Linked DNA regions of Macaca mulatta: region 1 is linked to region 2. The links are chromatin contacts, called in public Hi-C maps. All regions are on one chromosome and are shown on one strand. The core of a region is the stretch at or near the end of the contact, and the rest is flanking DNA. Distances in the headings are between cores, read along the strand shown. Region 1 holds the start of JADE2 (jade family PHD finger 2). Region 2 holds the start of UBE2B (ubiquitin conjugating enzyme E2 B).

Region 1 (7,301 bases), core at 2,005-4,504, 150 kb after region 2:
ATGTTCACTTAGTTGATGATCTCAAATTTAAATACCATCCATATGCTCACTGACCACTCTCAAATGACATCTTCAGCCCAGACCTCACCCCTGAGCTGAGGCTTCATGTCTAGCTGCCTGTCAATGGCTGCACTTGAATGTCTAATAGGCATCTCAAGCTTCATATGTCCAACACTGAGCTCCTAATCCCCTAAAACCTACTCCTTCCAGTTTCCTCCATCTCAGTTAATGACAACTCCATCTTTCCATTGGTTCAAGGTAAAACACTTATCACTGTCCTTGATTTCTTTCTTTTTCTCTCACACCATCAGCAAATTCTGTCAGAGCTACCTTCAAAACATAGATGACCGCTTTCCACCACTTCAATTGCTACCGCTCTGGTCCAATCATCTCTCACCTGGTTTATTCAGGTGGTCTCCTAATTGGCCTTCCTGCTTCAGCTTTGCCTCTTTAATCTGTTCTCCATGTAACAGCCAAGAGACCTGTTAAACCCAGGGTCAGATCATGTCAGTGATGCTCAAAACTCTCCTTATCACTCCAGCAAAAGGCAACTTCCTAACAACAACCTACAAGGCCCTATATAATCTCTTTCATTTACATATTAAGCACATTCCTGCCTCAGAGGCATTGCACTTGCTGGTCTCTAGAGACCTTGGTTCTTAACCTTTTTTGTGCATGTGCCATGGACTATTTTGGCAGTCTGTGACACCTGTGGACTCCTTCCGAGTAGAGTATCTTTAAATCCATAAAATAAGTTCCACAAATTATAAAGAAAACCAATTGTATTGAAATACAACTCTCAAAATATTCAAACGTATATATGTGCTTCTCTATTAATTCATTAAATTACAAGAGCTAGCACCATGATTTTGGAGTAGTGATGAGTAAAATGATATTTTTTTCAATAAATTACTCATGAAGTGTAGTATTTTAAGATATTTGCAACAATTCTAGTGATATGAAAATATCTGTGATTTCTACCAGCAATAATGTCACAGGTGTTGGTAATATCACTGACTTGTTATCTGTATTCATAATTGACGAACATGCTACATTTTAATTAGTGAAAATAAAGTTGTAATTTTTTTCTCATCTAAGGTCAAGGATTCTCTGAATTCTATCCACAGACCCATGGAGAGGAAAGTCTGTGGTCTCCAGGTTAAGAACAGCTGGCTTCTCTTCCCCCATGTACATACACACATACTCCCACATACAGTTCACTTCTTTACCTCCTTTTCTCAAAGACTGTCTTCTCGGTGAGAACTTCCCTATTTTATTTAAAACTGCACTCCCACATTGTGTATCACCCTTTCCTACTTAAGAGTTTCTCCACAGCACTTAATCACTTTCAAGCATAATATATATTTTTATATTTTGGAGTTTAGAATAAAATCATGTCCAATTTTAATAACCTGCTCACTCTAGCAGCTAACATTTTTACCTTTCTTTTTTTTTTTTTAAGTTCTGGGATACATGTGCAGGATGTGCAGGTTTGTTACATAGGTAAGCATGTGCCGTGGTGGTTTTGCTGCACAGATCATCCCATCACCTGGGTATTAAGCCCAGCATGCATTAGCTATTTTTTCTGATGCTCTCCCTGCCCCACCCCTCATTTGTTTATTTTATTTATTTACTTATTTGTGTGTGTGTGTGTGCTGTGTCCCCAACACCAAGAATGGTGCCTGGCATACGGGAGGCTTGTTGAGAAAAACGAAGGATTACATCTCAAGAACTCTGTTTCTTCTCATTTCTTTCCTGTAAAAAGTTAATGAATGATTACATCCAAAGTAGAGATTGTGGAAAAAGGGGGAAAAAAAAAGTTAATGAATGATTTGTGAGACTTTTAATAAAGATTAAGGAGTTACAATTAGCTTTATCGTTATCATTCTGTTAAAGCTTCCAAGGTTAACCTTAAACAGCAGCACAGAGCTGTGGGAATCCAAGGGTTTTGATAGTCCTAAGCAAGAGGTATTTTCAAGGGCTCATTAGAAGGCCTGGGTCTCACCCCAAGTCAGGGAACCACCTCAGAAGCAAAGTGCCGCTCATAAAATTCTTCTTGCCAAGACAGCAGTCAGATCCCCCCATCCCCAATCAAACCAATAATAGTAATACTTTTTCTTTCTGGCAGTGTGGTAAAATAGAAACCACGTAGGTCTCAAGGTCAGCTAGACCTAGGAGCCAATTCTGCCAGCACTTACTAGCCGTATGGCTGCGGTAAGTTACTAAACCTTTCTGAACAGGTAAGAAGGGGTTTGCGGGAGGATGAGATGGAATAGCTTACAAAATCACCAGTACACGGCAGGTGCACTTTAAATGGTCACCCCTTCCTCATTCATCTCTGGAGGTCATCTCTTTAGACTGCACCACTGTAAACTGGTACCCTCACTCCCACCCCAGAATGGACACCTGGACCTTGACCATCAAGCTTCAGAGAACAATTTCACCCTTCCAAGAAAAACCCCACTTAGGTACCAGGCAAAGTGCTAATGAGCACTATGCACCCTGTGCCAGCTGCTGCTTTACACATACCACATGTATATGTACATACATACATATATGTATATGTGCACACATGGCCTCAGCAACCCTCCAACCACCCCATTCTACCCAAAAGGAAAAAGAGATTCAGGGAGATGAATTCACTTGCCCACATCACACAACTTCCAAAATGCAAAGCCAGGATTAGAACCTAAGTATTTAACCATTTTGTTGCACACTCCAAGTCTGCAACACCTGTTTCCAGGCTCTGAACTTGGCTAGGGAAAAATCCCACCAATTGACCACTGAGAGCCACAGCCAGGTCTACTTGGGAGGTAATACCCAGACCATCCCCTTGCCAGACAATTATCCTCAGACTTTGTGAATGAAGGCCAAGGAAGAGGAAATGTTGCAGTGACTCTGAGCTCATATTTCTTTCTTGTTGCAAAAACTGCTTATTTCAGCATCCATCATCTCCCTCTTTGTTGGGTAGACAATCCGCCCTGTCAAAGGATTTGTGCTGTTATTATGAGTTTGTTTATTATTAGATTTATTTCTCCTATAAGCAAATGTGTTCACAACATTCCATCGGGGAATCTTCTTAATTGTCACATAAATGTCATCTTATGTAAATTGAATATTTATCTTCCCATGGAAGGGGGTGGAGGGGTAAGGAAGAATAAACAATCTTCAGTCTTGGAGAGGGAAGGCAAGTCTGGTGTCCATTCAAAACTCACCCACATGCCTTCAAAGCCAAAGGTGAGCTGAAAAATTATTGGATAATCTTTGAGGGGCAGCCGAGCATGAGGGGGAAGAAAAAGTTGGCCACGATGCTTTGGGGATGTTGGGCCAGGCTCCCCACAACCTCCTCCCGAGGCCACACCACCCCCTCCCCAGTCAGAGGCATTCCGAGGAGGTTGAAGCCTGACCCCCGATTCCTCCCCGACCAGGAGGCCAGTCCTTCTCCTTCCTCGAGAGAAGGTGAACTCGGCGGGCGCAGCGGGTTGGGTGGGTGTGGCCCGCGGCTCCGGGAACAGACCCAAGGCCCCGCCACCGCCGGCTAGCAGCCCGAGAGCCCGCCCGCCTGGCGAGCGCAGGCTCTTCTTCCAGAAACTGCGAGGATCCGAGCGCACTGTTTGTGCACCACAAGGTCAAGTCGGGAAGTGGAGCCGGAGGAGGAGGGGCGAGGAGACGAAGGGTGGGGAGAGGGGCGCCCCGCTTCCTCGCCATGTGCCAGCCTTTGGAAGTTACCCCTCGGTTTTTAACCCTTTCGGGGTAATGGGAAGGAAGAGCAAGGAGGAAGGGGTCGCCCCGGGGCAAAATCCTACTGGGGCCAGGATGTGCAACCAGCCACCCACCCACCCATCACTGCCTTCTCCACCCCCCGGAAATGCGGGGCAGCGCTAGGCGCCAGGAGGCAGTCGGGAGGGGGGAGGGGGCGACGAGCCCAATGGGGACCCTCTCTACGGACCGCCCCTCTTTTCTTGAGGTCGCCTACAATTTCAAGTTACCCCGCCCGGAATGTTAGTTTTCCATTTGGAGTGGGTGCGGGGAGGAGGGCCGCGCCCCCTCCCCAAGACTCGCGTGCGCCCCTCCACTCCCCTCCTGCCAGCACTTTCTGCTCACTTCTGGCGCTGCAAAACGCCACGCGATTTATTCGATTCGCATTTTAAAACCAGCGATTCAGAAGCAGGGCCTAGGGCGAGGGTCTTCCAGCGCTGGAGGGCCCCGGGGGGCGGGGTGCTCAGTGCAAACCTCGTTCCCTCCGCGAGTGTCGCCTCCAGGCTGTTATTTGCAAAGAAACGTCTTTTTGACGCAGGGAGAAATGGCAAATTTTAAGTACGTCATTAATATGGCGCCAAAAGATTTTTTTAAGTATAAGCTTGCTTTTTTTTTTTTTTTTTTTTAAGGTTGCGGGGGGCGCCGCCCGGGTCTGGGGCGCGTAGGGGGCGGGGTGTGAGCAGAAAGTGTGAGTGAAAGAGTGGAGGGGCGGGGTATGTGTGTGAGTGTGTGAAGTGTGAGCAGACCTGATGGGACTTGCACGGGCGCAGCCGCCGCTCGGGCCCGGCCCTGGGGACAGGGCGGGCTGGGGGCGCCCCAGAGTCCATAGGGAGTCCGGGCCCAGGGTGCCGCCAGGCGTGGTGGTGGGGGCGGTGAGGCAGGGCACCCTCCCCCCACGGGGCCCGCAACGCTACCTGGACTCCCCGCCGGAGCCAAACAACTGGGCGGGGGGGTGGGGGGCGGCGACGGGGGTGTCGGGAACGGAGATCCGAGTGAATAAGAAAAAAGTGGCTACTCCCCCTCCCTCGCTCCTCCTGCCCGCCCCCACCCCACCCCCACCCCAACACATTTTTTTTTTTTCTAAAGAGATCACAAGGAAGTCTTGGTTTAAAAAGAAACAGAAACATACACAGGGGGTTGGTGAATGGTGCCGACCGCGGCCATCGCAGTTGGAGGCTATTTTTTGGGGGGGTGAGTAGCGTCCATGGAGTTACTTTGCGCCCACTCCTAGCGGCACCGGCTCAGGTCCGGCGGGCCGACAGTCCCCGGCGGGGGGCGTGGGGCCGGGGACGCCGCGGGCCCGGCCGCCTCCCTCGCCGCGACCCCGGATGGATGCGCGCCCCCCGCCCTCCCGCGCCGGCCCCAGGAGCTCCCGGCTTCGGGAGCATCCTTCCCGCGCCGGTCCCTGCAGCGGCGCGTAGCCGAGGGCAGCGCCAGTCAGGGGGGCACCGCGAAGCAAGGTAAGATCCAGCCCCCGGCGGATGGGCCCTGCGCATCTCCACGACGTTATTTGGTGTTTTTGCAACAGATCTGCCAGCGCTCTTCGCTCCCTCGCTCTCTCTTGCTCGCTCGCTCCCTCTCTCTCCTGCTGGCTGCCTGTTCTAGGAAGCCAGCGCGGAGGGGGGGGGGGGATGCACAGCACAGGGGAGAGAGATTGCGCATGTTGGTCAGTCGTGTTTTAAAGAGTACAGTGCGGGGAGGCTGAGAGGGGCGCATGCAACAACAACTTTTGGAAGGGTGAGCTTGGCGACCTTCTTTATTAATGACTGCGGCAAAGCGCCCCCGGGCCGGCGAGGGGGCGCGGGCGGGCGGGGGCGCGTCAGGGCTGCAACTTGCCCCGCGGGCTCCGGTCGGGCGTAGGGGCTGCGGCGGGAGATGGGTACGGTGGGGAGGTCGAGCAGCCGGGGCGGGGGCTCTGAGAACCTGGAGCTCTCTGCCCTCCTGTCTCCCCGAGTTTCATTTTGTTGATACGCAGCACGTCCGGGCGCCGAACCGGGCTGAGCCGGTGCACATGACCTCGCGCTGGGCTCACGTGCAGCCGGTCCGGTCCCAGGCACCTTCCGGGGGCCACCGCCTCCGCCCTGTCGCCCCCTCTCCGGGCCCGGTGCACGCGGGTGCTGCACGCGGGGGCAGCATGCTCGGCTCCTGGGGTTGGAGGCTCTGCACAAATTAGACAGTTTTTTTTGGAGGGGCGGGGGACACCCTTTACAGGTGAGTGTGGAGGGTGCGGAGCCTCGGCGCCAGGGGTGAGGACTGGGGTCGGGGGCAGCCTCCACCTCCGGGGCCGCGCGGGAGTCCAGCTGGGGAGAGGCGCTGGGAGAGTGGAAATGTACCGGCGGCGGCCGGAGCGGCGGGTGCGCGCCCGCGGGGCGACGGCAGGGGGCGTGGCCCTTGTTTACCTTCTCCCAACTCTGCCGGTTCGCGTCCCGCTTCAGGGACGGATCCGCAGTCCCCTGCCCTCTGCCTCGGGCCCTGCACCCTGGGTGGTACCAGGAAGATGCCGGCTTGTGGCGGACCCCGTTTGGGACGCATACACCTGACTCTCAAATGAGTGACATTGCAGCCCCCGCCCCCACCAAGCGCTGCTGCAGTCCCTCTGCCGGATCCCCGGCCCCGCCCCGCCCCCGGCAGTGGCATCTTCCCGGCCTCACCTCCTTCCTCCCTCTCCCTCCCTTCTTCCCACCCACTCGCCTGCGCCTGCGGAGCGGCGCCCGCCCGCCTCTTCCCCGCCTGGGTGCAGACTTGTGGCTCCCCATGGTTTCTTCCCGCCCATCCCTGGGTCCTGAGACACCCTCTCCTCTCGGCGAAGGGATGAGGGGTCAACTTGGCGATTCGCAGCTGTTCTGCCGGAGGATGGGGATGCCTGCGAGACAGCCAGGAAGGCTTCACTGTAGCTTCCAGAGGCCCAGCCCTGTCCCCTACTACACACAGCTACCACCCCACCCGCCCCAGGGCTCGGCTGCCCTTCCCGGCGTCTCTTAAACCCCTCCCCCGACCTGGGTGTCAAGCCCACCCACCTCCCGGCGCCGCCCCCGGTCCGAACAGCCTCTTGCCCTTCCTTCGCCTGGGCCGGAGCCCCCCGCAGCCTCCTCCGGCTCCTCCTCCCGGCTCCCGCGGTCGGAATCACGCCGGCGCGCCTCCAGCCTGCGGTCCCGCGGACTGCCTCCAGGGGCGGGCTGGAGGCGCGCGCAACTCTCCTCCCAATCCCCTCAGCCGCTGCCGCTGGCCTGGGCACTTTTTTACCAGCTTGGCTGCTGGCCTCTTGCTGGAGGCTGGGGGAGGTGAAGGGTCACTGGGTGTCTTTGCCCTATGCCGAAGGCACACTGCGGCCGGCGATTCTGGTCTGCAGATTTCCAAACCTCGCCACTGCGTCTAGCACCCCTGGCTCATCTTCTGCAGGATCCTGAGGCACAAAGTTTTATCCCTGGTCAGAGTTTGTAGGGGGTCATCGAGAGGTGTCATGTTTCCATTCAGAGCGGTTCCAAAGCAGCTAGGAAGGGGCTGAGTGGGACCTGCTGCCATGCCTTTGTTGGAAGGAGGAC
Region 2 (6,943 bases), core at 733-3,232:
TAGCTTTAAAATTATTCCTTCTACAAGTAGGTTATGGCAGGCCTGGTTAACCAGAACAGCCAGTGATTCTTGCTAATACACAGCTGTAAGACTTTATGATGCACATGCACTGAATTAGTTAAAAGTGTTAATTCATTTTGGAAAATTTAAACTGTTTCCGAAACAATTATAAATCCCTGTAGTCACGGAATTCCTAAATTCCATTGCCTCCAGTTCCCATCTTTAGGACTTTGTTGGTGCGTCAGGAGGACTCAGCACTTTTGTATCCATTCTTCAGCTCAACAAGGAAAGGGAGGTAGGAGAAGGACCTCAGCATTGCCCTAATCTTGCCCATAGTTCCATGGAACCAGAAAGGGTTAACTTTTCCCACTTTCCTTGTACCTCCCTTTTTTCAAACCCTGAATTCTGTCTCTGCTTTCAGTGACTGCCTAGACTGATAAATTATAAGGGTTTTTTGGTTGTTGCAGGGTTTGAGACAGGGTCTCAGTGGCATGATGATGGCTTACTGCAGCTCAAACGATTCTTCTGCCTCAGCCTCCTGAGTTGCTGGGGCTACTCGTGTGCACAGAGACAGGATCTCCTATGTTGCCCAGGCTGGTCTTCAACTCCTGGCCTCCCAAAGTGTTAGGATTACAGGCATGAGCTAATGCCCCAGCTCATGAGGGATATTTTTAAGATATAGTTTCTATTTACCATTTTTCTCCATGTAACCCTGCCTGTGTGTCTTCCTCCTTTGCTATTGGAAGGGTTAGGACTGCAATGGCAGAAAAGCAAAAACATTAAGAATATTCAGCTTTTAACTTAGAAAACACATTGTGAATGTCTAACAGGACCTATCAAGAGTTAGGCCTGGCTAACTTGATCACTAAGGCAGTCACTGGAAGCTGAGAGAATTCAGGGTTTGAAGAAAGAGGTACAAGGAAAGTCGGAAAAGTTAACTCTGCTTCCATAGAACTAGGGGCAAGGTTGAGGCAATGCTAAGGTCCTCATTCCACCCTCCCTTTACCTGTTGAACCGAACAATTCCCCAAATGGATACAAAAGTACTCAGAGTCCTTAGTATAACAAAGTCCTGAAAGTAGGAATTAGCAGCAATACAGGGAAAGACAGTAACTACAAAAAATATTCAAGGTCTGTGGGAGGTCAACACCTCTGAACCCCCTGGTGGTGGGGGGGCACTTCTCGCCCATTTGCACCTTTCTTGCTAGTGTAAAAAACCTGAAGTTGTCTCAGGCTGGATAGATAACCCTCACTCAGGTCTGCTGGAGCTCTCCCCCACATATGAATCATATTTGTAGGTTTCTTTGACAACCAACCACTCATTGATATGCTTGGAAGACTGCACCCCCACATTCTTAAAAATACAATGGTACTCCCCCCCATAGGCAAGTCCCCGGACTCTGACACATATCTTCAATTGAAAGCAGACCCAGAAAGGAAAAACTGCATAATACACCATCCTTTAATGTTTGCCCAGAATTTCCAATACTAGAAACCCCACTGCAAAGCAGAAAGACTATTTGGTAGCTTCAAGGAACCATTTCAGGAGATTGTTGTGTGGCCCTCAGTATTCAATGCTGCCTTAGAAGATCTTGCGATCCTCTCTCTTCTTGCCCCAAGTACCAGAGTTCATAAGCCACTGAACCAACCAGAGGGGAGTTATTTTTGGTCCCGGTTTAAAGAAAACAAAACAAGCTGTTGATCCTCCCACGACCTCTTGGGTAATGTCTCTATACCTGTGATAAACCGAAAACAACTAATAAAGGTGTATCCAGCCCTCACCCTCTTAGACCCGCTTCACAGACCTGGCCGAAACTCACATCCAGGCGAGGCTCTCACGTGACCCGTTCTAAACGCGTCACAGGGACACGTGGTTCTAGATACTTCTCCCCCTCCCCCTCAGGGGTGGATTGTTGACAAGGCCGCGGGCAGTCACGTGATCTTACATCATCCCACCTCCTTTCCCTGAAATCCCTGGCCCGGATACGTCCTTCTTTCTCCACCCCGCCGAGCCTAAACTAGAGACGGGGAGGCAGACAGGATAGTGTGTCGGTTTCGTGGTCTCTGAATCCACAACCTCTAGTCTGAACACAGAGAACACAAATTTGTCGATCACTTCAGGAAGCCCAGGAAGAACCACGCCCCGCTGAAGGGCTCAGGGAACGCGCGCTCCCCCGTCCCGCCCCCTCCTCCCCCAGCACTCACTCTGTGGTAGCGGCGGAGGGCGGAGGGATCCGGAGGCGGCGGAGGGAGACGTCATTGCAGGGTTGTTTGTCAGTCTTGGCGGCGGCGGCGGCGGCGGCGGCGGCAGCGGCGATCCACAGTGATTCGGCCGCCGCGCCGGGGGGTGGGGGGGCTGCGCGGGACTCTTTTCTTTCAGACTGACCGCGGGGCAGCTGCGGAGCATGTCGACCCCGGCCCGAAGGAGGCTTATGCGGGATTTCAAGCGGTAAGGGCCTTCAGCTTCGCATAGATGACGGCCTCTCAAAGCTGCGGGGCTGCAGGGCGTGGATCCCGGACACCTTCCCCTTGTGACCCTCAGAGGGTCGGCTGTGGGCCCAGGGGGACTGGCGGAAGCCGGGTCCTACCTCGGCCCCTACTCTCCTTATCCTTGCCGCTCGCTCTGGCGCCCGAAGAAATTTCGATACTGCTTCCCCTCCCCCCAAAAAGTAAAACGATGTCGATCGACTGGTCTAGGGTTCCCCGCTGCCCATTTCGGCCAGCTGCCCGGGGTCTCGTCCAGGGGATCAGACGGGGATCAGACATCATCCTCCCGCCCCTGCACCCTGCGGAGACCCTTTCTTGTCCCCTCAAAGTGAGCTCCCGCGGGAGCTTGTTCTTCTCCGGCAGCACCAGTCAGCTTTGTTTCAAGGCCCCTCAGTCTTCTCCGAGGAGCCGGGTTGGGGTGAACCTCCCCAGCCCCCCACCCCCGCCAGTCCTTTCCATTTCTGCCGTGAGGGTGGGGTCCAGTGCGTGAGGCTCGGAGGTTAACCCATCCCCCGAAACCCGACTCTGTCCCCGCCCGCCTGAAAAGACCTTGGGAACTGACTTAGAGATCTGGGACCTTAGAGCTGGCCACCCCGGCTGCCAGTGCCTTCTGGAACTCAGATCTGGCTGGTGAAGAAAGCCCTATCTATAGCCTCCCGAGTCTGGAAAAATGCCTTCCCTTAGACTGGCGCTAATTTGATACTCCCTGGGCCTTCTTTGGTAAATAAAATAGGGTTTTGTTAGGAGGTATTGGGGTTGTGAGGAAGAAAATGATTATTCCGTTAGTTTACCTTTTATTGGATACTTAGAGACGTAGAAAAAACAAAATAACGTAGAAAAAACAAAATAAGTGAGAAAACATTTTGATATTCTGCACATTTTTCTTAAAATTTTTTCTGGGGACACCTACCCTAATTGAACAAAATAGCATAAAAACATAGATTTGTCGCTCAGGAAGTCACCTCTCAGCTATTATAAAGCCTATGTGAGGCATTTGGATTTGGCCAACTTATTTAATTCATTCGTAGCTTCTCTTAGCCATTTAAAGGTAGGCGTCAAGCAGTGCAGTTCTTCTAAGGCTTCTGTTTGTGGTGGCCTAATTTGCTTGAGATTGACTAAAAACCTTTTTTTTTATGTGGACTAGTTGCAAATTATGATGCCCCATGAAAACAACTCCATATGTATTTGTGAGTGTGTATAATGTAGCATTTTTAAATTGAGGTTACAGTCTCTGAAAGGAGATGCCCTTTTTGGTGCAAAAGTCATTTTTCTAAAGCTTGAAATCAGTGTATCTGATTAGCACTCATGACTAAAATTCAGATAGTAAACTAGTTCATGTCATTGTCGCCCTGGCTCCTTACTGTAATGCTCTGCTTAATTCTGAGTTGAATACATGGCACCTTTTGTAGTTTTCCAGAGATCTATAGGTTACAAGAATTTGACTATGACGAATGTGGGAAAGCCTTGTATTGAGTCTCCTGATTTGAGAGGTAGATTTGATGTTAGTGCAGAGCCTTTAAAATAGGGACTGGCGGAAAACCTACTGATTACTTTTTAAAGCCATTGCTGTTTGAAGCAAAAGGGATAGAGTAAATCTGCTGCCTAATACTAGTTTCCTAGTTAAATTTAATGTGTTTTCAGTCATTTCGTGTTTACACTGAGGTTTGCTTTTTTTTTTTTTTCTTGTAGCCATTTTGCAGAAGTAGCCGTGGTTAGGATACACAGTCTTTGCATGTTTAGAGCAGCAAAATCAATGGTTCTGTAAAAATATTACTTGCTTTTGAGGTTTTAAACTTTTTTTGGTATAAGAGGACAGTCTATATACATCAATTCTTGAAGAGATACTCTTGATAATATTGAAAGAGGGATGATTCTCAAGCCCTTCGGATTTTTAGGTAATTTGGAGAGGTATTTAATAAGTATATATACCTGGTTAATATATCTAAGTCATATGGTTCATTTTAGTTCACAATAACAAGGAAATGGAGTTAGTCTGTGTCTCAAAATAGATGGTGTAGTGTCTGTAGGTGTTTATGTGGCCTCCTTAGTGGCCTTAATGTTCAACTTTTTAAATTACAACGCTGGATTTCTAGGTTACAAGAGGACCCACCTGTGGGTGTCAGTGGCGCACCATCTGAAAACAACATCATGCAGTGGAATGCAGTTATATTTGGGTGAGTTGAAAGGTTTAACAAATAATAGGTGTGTGCTGAATCTTTAAGAAAAGTGAACATATAACAACTGTCTAGGAAAAGAAACTGAGGTAGAATGAGAGATCTTAAGGACTAAAACTGCAAGATAAATTAGAAAAAAATTTTTTTCAATTAGAGTTTTGGCCCAGCACAGTAGCTCAACGCCTGGGAGGATCGCTGGAGCCCAGGAGTTCATCACCAGCCTGGGCGATATAGTGAGACAGTGAGACTCTGTCCCCTCTCCACCAAAAAAAGAGTTTTGGCCCAGTCTGGGCAACATAGTGAGAGACCTTGTCTCTACAAAAAGTATAAAACTAACTGGGCATGGTGGTGCCCAGCTACTTGGAAGGCCGAGGCAGGAGGATCACTTGAGCCCAGAAGTTTGAGGCTGCAGTGTGCCACTGCACTCCAGCCTGGGCAGCCAGCTATCCAAAGAAAAAAAAAAAAAAGGGAAAAAGTTTCAGCAGTTATACAAAGTTTATTTGCTCTTTGATGTTATTACATATGGTTTTATAATCACTTGGGGTTTTACTTTTAAGATACTACTCAAAACTAAATGGAATGGAATAATAAGGAGAAACAATACATTACTTTGTATAAAACATATCATGCAAATGCTCTCATTCTGTTGGAGCTGTTAAAAGGTTTGGAACCAAAAATATTAAGAACTTCCACTGCTGCAAGAATTTAAGTGAAAATGATTCACAGCCCAGTGTAAAATAACAGAATGCAGCCATTTGAGAAGCAGCTGTAAATTTTACCTACTATATATATTGCATATATGCTTTTTAATTTAAAATTTCCTTATGCTTTTTTTTGTTTTTTCTAGACTTGATCTATTTTTTTCTTTCATTCCTTTGATACTAGAGTTTTGCATTAAAAAGTAAAAGGAATAGGTTGATAAACAGAATTCTGACACTACAGAATCAGCTACAAGAGTCTACATTTAAAGACTAGTGGAAAATGAGTGAAGTTCATCCTCATAAAGTACTTCTGAATCTGAGTTGAATACATGGCACCTTCAGGATATTATCCTGCTGCTTTGAGATCCTGAATATGCCTTGCAAGTAATAATTAAGCTTTATGCTGCTGCTTAGGAAAGATGAAATTGGGATGTGGGGGCAAGGATCTGAGCAAACAAATCTGGCTCTTTGGTGACATCAACTATGCTTAGCCTATTTGAACAAAAGTTGTGGCTCCATTGGAAAGCAGGACACTTGGGTTTAGCATCATAACTAGAGTATTGCTTTACTTCTTATTGCTGTAAAATGAAAAGATGACTTTCCCTCTTAAGAATATACATGTGGGCCAGGTGCAGTGGCTCATGCCTGTAATCCCAGCACTTTGGGAAGCTGCGACGGGTGGATCACCTGAGGTCAGGAGTTCAAAACCAGCCTGGCCAAGATGGTGAAACCCCATCTCTACTAAAAATACAAAAATTAGCTGGGCGTCTGTAATCCCACCTACTCGGGAGGTTGAGGCAGGAGAATTGCTTGAACCTAGGAGAAGGAGGTTGCAGTGAGCCAAGAATGTGCCATTGCACTCCAGCCTGGGGGACAAGAGCAAAATTCCATCTCAAAAAAAAAAAAAAAAAAGAATATACATATGTACAAAATGACTGGTCAGCATTAATGAAAGTTTTTAGGCCGGGCGCGGTGGCTCAAGCCTGTAATCCCAGCACTTTGGGAGGCCGAGACGGGCGGATCATGAGGTCAGGAGATCGAGACCATCCTGGCTAACCCAGTGAAACCCCGTCTCTACTAAAAAAGTACAAAAAACTAGCCGGGCGAGGTGGCGGGCGCCTGTAGTCCCAGCTACTCAGGAGGCTGAGGCAGGAGAATGGCGTAAACCCGGGAGGCAGAGCTTGCAGTGAGCTGAGATCCGGCCACTGCACTCCAGCCTGGGCGACAGAGCGAGACTCCGTCTCAAAAAAAAAAAAAAAAAAGTTTTTTTGTGCTAAAATTATGGGCAAGTTTTTTTGTTTGGTTTTGTAAAACCACCCTAAAAAGAAAGCTTAGAATGAAAGTTATACTTTATGCCTGGGTCTATGAAAATTCAGGGCTAAAGTGTTATTAAACTCTATCTTAAAACTCCACAAATCATCAGAATGAGTCCCTCTTTTTCTGTTGGAGTAAATTTATCCTTTCCCATTCTTGAAAATCAAGAAAAAGCAGAATGAGAAACTTCTTTTAATCAGAAATCTTCTTGTTTTCAGACCAGAAGGGACACCTTTTGAAGATGGTAAGTCATACTCATTATGTTTTC

The links. A called contact is a pair of places that touch in the nucleus more often than the background predicts.
Region 1: a contact with region 2 is called in a Hi-C map of blood, with 5 times the contacts expected there. The contact joins the promoter of JADE2 here to the promoter of UBE2B in region 2. A contact is called at or near these places in 2 of 14 Hi-C or Micro-C datasets (blood and liver).

What each region holds. Positions count from the first base shown.
Region 1 is chr6:143,437,904-143,445,204 of T2T-MMU8v2.0, forward strand. It overlaps JADE2 (jade family PHD finger 2), which reads left to right and starts at 3,255. Exons shown (of 12, transcript XM_015140936.3): 1 at 3,255-3,628. It overlaps LOC144341290, which reads right to left. Exons shown (of 5, transcript XM_078004368.1): 3 at 6,777-6,953; 4 at 6,451-6,622; 5 at 5,487-5,919. The coding sequence ends at 5,579.
Region 2 is chr6:143,289,545-143,296,487 of T2T-MMU8v2.0, forward strand. It overlaps UBE2B (ubiquitin conjugating enzyme E2 B), which reads left to right and starts at 1,983. Exons shown (of 6, transcript NM_001194433.3): 1 at 1,983-2,448; 2 at 4,580-4,660; 3 at 6,894-6,919. The coding sequence starts at 2,405. It overlaps CDKL3 (cyclin dependent kinase like 3), which reads right to left and starts at 2,309. Exons shown (of 11, transcript XM_078005208.1): 1 at 2,205-2,309.